2 separate regions of the Mus musculus genome follow, and region 2 is linked to region 1. A link is a contact called in public promoter capture Hi-C data. All regions are on one chromosome and are shown on one strand. The core of a region is the stretch at or near the end of the contact, and the rest is flanking DNA. Distances in the headings are between cores, read along the strand shown. Region 1 holds the start of Eif1b (eukaryotic translation initiation factor 1B). Region 2 holds the start of Ccr8 (chemokine (C-C motif) receptor 8).

Evidence for each region. Promoter capture Hi-C pulls out the DNA fragments that hold promoters and counts their contacts.
Region 2: a promoter capture Hi-C map of embryonic stem cells shows a contact between it and region 1. The contact joins the promoter of Ccr8 here to the promoter of Eif1b in region 1. A contact is called at or near these places in 5 of 39 promoter capture datasets (cranial neural crest, embryonic stem cells, frontonasal cranial neural crest and 2 more) and 1 of 115 datasets of contacts at active chromatin or transcription factors (memory CD8 T cells).

The regions. Positions count from the first base shown.
Region 1 is chr9:120,491,236-120,494,183 of GRCm38.p6, reverse strand. It overlaps Eif1b (eukaryotic translation initiation factor 1B), which reads right to left and starts at 1,578. Exons shown (of 4, transcript NM_026892.3): 1 at 1,343-1,578; 2 at 1-77. The coding sequence starts at 1,373. It overlaps D830035M03Rik (RIKEN cDNA D830035M03 gene), which reads left to right and starts at 1,603. Exons shown (of 2, transcript NR_166642.1): 1 at 1,603-2,078.
Region 2 is chr9:120,090,609-120,093,443 of GRCm38.p6, reverse strand. It overlaps Ccr8 (chemokine (C-C motif) receptor 8), which reads right to left and starts at 1,311. Exons shown (of 2, transcript NM_007720.2): 1 at 1,256-1,311.

The sequences.
Region 1 (2,948 bases), core at 329-2,828:
CTGGATCCTTATATGAATGTAGTCCTCAGTCCCTGCCGGGAGTAAGTCGTCGCCCTTAGTTGCATCAGCAAAGGGGTCTGTAGAGGAGCAGAAAAGTAGAAAACAAATTACAAAGTAGTATGTAGAAGCGTGCTCCACTCCATATCCAGACAGACCTCGGTGAGGCCTCCAGCACTCCTGCTCCATTTCTGCAGGCGAGGGTGGGGCTCACTGATAATAAGTTTTTCAAAGGAGAAAAACCTAAGCAGGCTCTGTATGCCGATATCTGAGCTTAAAAGTAGAGACCACCACTGTGGAAGCCACCAGCAAATGAGACAGAAAACATTTACGAAACCCTAATTTCATACAGCCTTCATACAGCCGCCACAAGAACATGCGTCACCGCCACTATTTTTCGACTACAACATTCAAAAACACCCACCCCAATTAGTTAACATAGTAACTGAGCCTTATAAAACACATATAAACATATACATGCAACCTCACGAGGTGTAATTTACAAAATGATTGCAAGCAGAGACAACAGGGCCACTTCCAAGTCAAATCAGAGGCCTCTCTCCTAAGTGTTTCAAACAGACGCCTCTGGGGGCTGCTTAAAACCAGCTGGGTCCAGCCCCACCCCAGCTCCGGTCAGTGACAGGTCTCTCTGGCACCCCCCCCCCCTCCAGTCCTGGCCGACTGAGTCGCAGATCCTCTAAGCCCTTAACTTCCCTTCCCTCCCAGCAAGGACTGAGCAAGGCCACCCCCCGCCCCCCATGCCCCAACACACACACACACACACACACACACACACACACACACACACACACTTGTGAGTCGTCTGAGAGTCACAGGTCTCGCAGTCACCCTAAAGCTGTCAGGTTCTCCAGCTTCTGGGCCCCACCCCTCCAGTCTCCTTGCAAAGCCCTGGCCAGCCCCGAGGCCACAAGAGAGATAACACCAGAGACTCCCAGCGTCTTGTCACTGTCAGGTTCCCTGCAAGCCCCTAGTCCTAGTCTCTGCAGCCCTGGCAAGTACTGTAGCTCCCTTACGGGTCTCTGAAGCCCCCGGCCTTTCTGTCAGTCCCCCCAGCCTCTGGCGGGTCCCCCTGCAGCCCTGGCGTGTCCCCCGACCGTCCTGTGAGTCCCCGAGACCCTTGTCTTCCTGCCAGTGTCAAGTTCCCCAAGCGCCTGCCGGTCGGGCCCTCGCCTCTACGGAGTCGCAGGCCCACTTAAGGCCGTGTCCGAGGCCCGGAGAGGGGCATCCCCCGGGCTAGGGTCGCGGGGAGCCCCCCGTCGCCATCTTCTGGGCGCCGAGACAAAGCCCAGAGGGACGCGGGCGGCGGCCGGCCACTGGCCCTTACCGAAAGATTGGAGGTTCTGGATAGTGGACATGCGACACTAGTGTGAGGCCGGTGAGAGGATAGAATTCCCGCGGGGCCCGCCCGGATCACCGTGTCAGGAGGCTGCAGCGGCGAGAAACGGAAATCAATGAAGCGGCGGAAGCCCGGGGCGCAGGAAGACGCGGAGGCGGCGGTGGGGCGCGAGCAGGGAGGCGGCGCTGCGGCTTCTCGCACAAAATGGCCGGCGCCGCGTATTTAGCCCCGCGCGCCGCCGCCACGTGACCGTCCGCACGCACCGCGCGTCCGCCCCGGAGCGCCGAGCCGGGGGCCAGCGAGGAGCGGGCGGGAGCCCACTGCGGGCAGCCGCGGTCCGTCCCGCCCGAGGCGCCGGGCGGAGGCGCTTCCGGGTGCAACGGCGAGAAACGTGCCCCCGGGGGTCTGGACTTGCAACCAGCGGGGACCGCGCTCTGCGCCTCCGCCGCCCTCCCCAGCCCCCAGGGTTCCCGAGACCCCTGAGTTCCTTGCAGAACCCTTGTGGGTGCCACCTGGGAATTCTCCCTTCCTCCAAGCCCCGGGATTCCGATGCTGCAGTCTCTACTAAGCTTAACCTGTTTGTCTCAGGTGTCACGACCTAGCCTCTAGCAGAGTCAGGTGTGCGTGGAGAGAACGCGCTACCATCCCGCCCGAGCTCTCCTCTGCGGAGCCTCCTAAGGTCGGATGCAAGTCCCGTGCAGGATGGGTGTCTGGTGGTTGCTAGGTGAGTGTGAGCGAGCAGATGAAGTAACTGTAAAGAGTAACCGTGCACAACCATCAGTGGACAGTGGAGAACCGTCTTAACCTATGTAAACCACCTATGCAGGTGGTTGGCTTTCTAGACCAAAGCAGTAGACTAAAAATTTGGAATTCTTAACCTTTTTGTAGGTCAAACCTGTTGCCTTCGTGTTGAAATAGTATTGGAGGCCTGATGCAAGACATTAGAAGCCATAGATAGCATACATACTATGTTTCTGTCTAGCAATCCATTCAACAAGATGTAGCAGTAGGTCCAATCGCTACTACAATTTCCTTTTTAAAAAGATTTTATTTTTATGTGGTTGGGTGTATGTACCATAGAGGCCAGAAGAGGGTGTCATATCCCCTGGAACTGGAATAACAGCTGGTTATGAGACCATGGGAACAGAACCCAGGTCTTGTGTAAGAGCAGCAACTCCTGGGAAGTCTCTCGAAGTCCATTACTGTAGTTTAAAAAAGGAAATGAATATCTGGAGTGTAGTGCTCATGTTTCAGTGACTTCTATTGTACAAAGTGGCCGCTCCTAATGTTTCTATGCATGGCCTGTTGCTTTAGGGTTGTAAAAATGAATACACTTGTATGCCCCTACATCCACCAGTCAGGTTTCAGGCACACTACTTACTCAGTTTTATTCTTATACCATGGTTTGAAAAACTCTAGCTTACGAATATTTGAATTAATAGTCTTGAGCATCTTCCACCTTCATGTAGGTCCTGGAGCAGGAACTCAGGTTGTCAGGCCATCAGCAAGCCTGAGCCACCTCACCAGTCCTTGAGAAGTTTTTAATAAATTATATAAATTTTCTGCCTGAAATATTAACACTATTTTCTAAGTA
Region 2 (2,835 bases), core at 62-2,561, 400 kb after region 1:
GTTGTCCTGGAACTTACTATATAGACCAAGCTGACCTCAAACTCCCAGAGATTCACCTGCCTCTGCTTCCCAGGTGCTGGGATGAAAAGCACGCGCCACTCTGCCTGGTTTCTCTTTCATTTTATGGATCCACAAACAAAATACAGGCCAGGTGTGTTGATACACATCTTTAGTCCCAGCACTTGGGAGGCAGAAGAGGGTGGCTCTCTGAGTTTGAGGCTAGCTTGGTCTACAGAGTGGGTTCCAGGACAGCCAGGGCTACACAGAGAAGCCCTGTCTCAAACAAACAAAGTATATATGTATTCAACAGACAACATTTGCTTACTCATTCCTATGCTGCATATATGATGTCTCATTTTGTATTTTGCTTCGGATGTATCCTATGATATTCTTGAATTTAGTTCATTCACTCATTGCTTCCATAACCCCCCCCCCTCAAAACGATTTAAAGTGCAATAGGAAAAAAAAATGATCCCAATTCCTCTCAAAACGAGAAGCACCGGGTTCGCCAGAGGTAAGCCTGGTAAAGGCTGGAATTCAGTCGTGTCAAACACTGGGGCTGAGGGGATATCTCCGTAAGCGAGGTGCTTGCTAAGCAACCATGGAGACCTCAGTTCAAACCCCTAAACCCATGCGTGGCAGTGTGTGCTCGCAATGCCCACGCAGGGGAGGCAGAGACAGGCAGAGCTCCGTGGCCCTGGCCAGCCTGGCCTGCTTGGTGAGCACAAAGCGAGGGGAGAGCGCCTGAAACATAGCACCAAGGCTGGCCTCTGACCTCCTGTACATGCGCACACTCACATATTCTCACACACACACACACACACACACACACACACACACCACGAAATAAAACATTACAGGGCCTGGGGGCACAGCACATGCTTAGGACCCGAGCCAGGTCCTAGGTCCCGTTCCCCACACCCCACACAATGCAGAGTCTAAGACTCCATTGACAGACATACAAGGAGGTGGGATTGAATGGAAGTTTTCTGTGGAGAAAGGATGATCGCCAGAAAATGCTGTCTTGTCTAATTTTTTTACTCCTGTGAGAGCTTTCAGCCCTTTCTGTGTCCTGGAGAACAAGGGACATGCTCCTATCAGCCACCAAGAGACACACGCGCTTGTGGGCTCAGGCTTTGGAGACACTCAAAACTCTTATGATCCCGAAATATCAGCCTTCTCCTGATCTCTCTGTAAGGAGATGAAAACGGTGCCCGCACTGCCTCTGAGCCCTAACCCCAAGGATGATTCTTACCAATTATCTGAGCGAGCCTTTCTTCTGAGGTTTCAGAGCTGCCCACTCCTCTGCCACATGTCTGCTTGCTGTGCTGACTCCTCCTCCTGAGCACTTCAGCTATATGCCATGCCTCAGCCAATCCAAAGGTTGGAACAGTAAGAGCTACCTCTGACTTACAGCCCCAACCCCTCTGCTGTTTGGGACAGACCCACCCTGTCTCCAGAGCAATGGAACAGCGTGCTATGCAACCAGGGCTCCTTGACTCTCAGTACCTTCTTCCTGTCTTTTCACCTCAGATCTGGGGCAGAGATAAGCAGGGGGCATCACCTTTCCTCTGGATGGTGGTATGGGAGGGAATCTGTCCATCTACTCTTAGTTCCTGTTTGTTTGTTTGCTTGTTTGTTTGTTTTGTTGTTCAAAACAGGGTTTCTCTGCAGAACAGTGGCTGTCTTAGAACTCATTCTGTAGAGCAGGCTGGCCTTGAACTCCGAGAGCCACCTGCCTAGGCCTCTGGAATACTGGGATTAAAGGCGTACACCACTGCTGCTCAGCAGAACGTTTGCTCTTAGTGTCTCTTACCATTTGCTTCTGTTGTTTTGATGTGGTCTCTCTCTAGTTTGGGTCTCCTGAAATGGGCTAGGTTGGTTACCAGTGAGCCCCAGGGAGCCACATAACTCTGCCTCCCTGGGAACTAGAGCTGCAGGCATGTGTTCCCCTCTCTGGCCTCGGCACTTGGACACTCACTATTCAGGTGACAGCATGTTCCTCTCAGCTTCTGCTCTGTGACCCGTGAATCTGTCTTCTGACAACGAGTGAGTTTATCATTTAGAAGCATCTCTGACACCTCAGATCATGCCTATGATTCTCCTCACCAAGAGGTTTTAACAGAGCTTGGGGCAAGCCCCGGCCTTTAAGACAGAATAGCGATAAGAAAATGTCAGTGCCGAGCTGACTGTGAACAGCGGACTCTCAGGTGCTGCTGATGCTCGTCGGGGTAATGGAAAGTATGAATCCAACTCCATCGGTGATGTGCCAGGTCAGAGACAACTGGCTGCCACCCCTGCCCAGCAGGGCCACTCACAAATCTGTCCTCTCCCTGTGTGTTAGTCCCCTCTGTGTAGATTAAGCTAGCCTGGACTTCCCTATGTAGACTAGGCTGGCCTAGCACTTAGAGGTCTGCCTGACTCTGCCTCCTGAATACTGGAATTACTGTCTTGGGATCTATCCATGACTTTGTGATGGTTTTTATATGCTTGGCCCAGGGAGTGGTACTATTGAGAGGTGTGGCCTTGTTGGAGTAGGTGTGTCATTCACTGTGAGTGTGGGCTTTAAGGCCCTCATCCTAGCTGCCTGGAAGTGAGTCTTCCACTAGCAGCCTTCAGATGAAGATGTAGAAATCTCAGCTCATGCACCATGCCTGCCTGGATGCTGCCATGCTTCCCACCATGATGATAATGGACTGAACCTCTGACCCAGTAAGCCAGCCCCTACTAAGTGTTGTCCTTATAAGAGTTGCCTTGGTCATGGTGTCTGTTCACAGCAATAAAACCCTAACTAAGACAGCCTGCCAGTCTGTCTTTCTCTCACACTCAACCTCT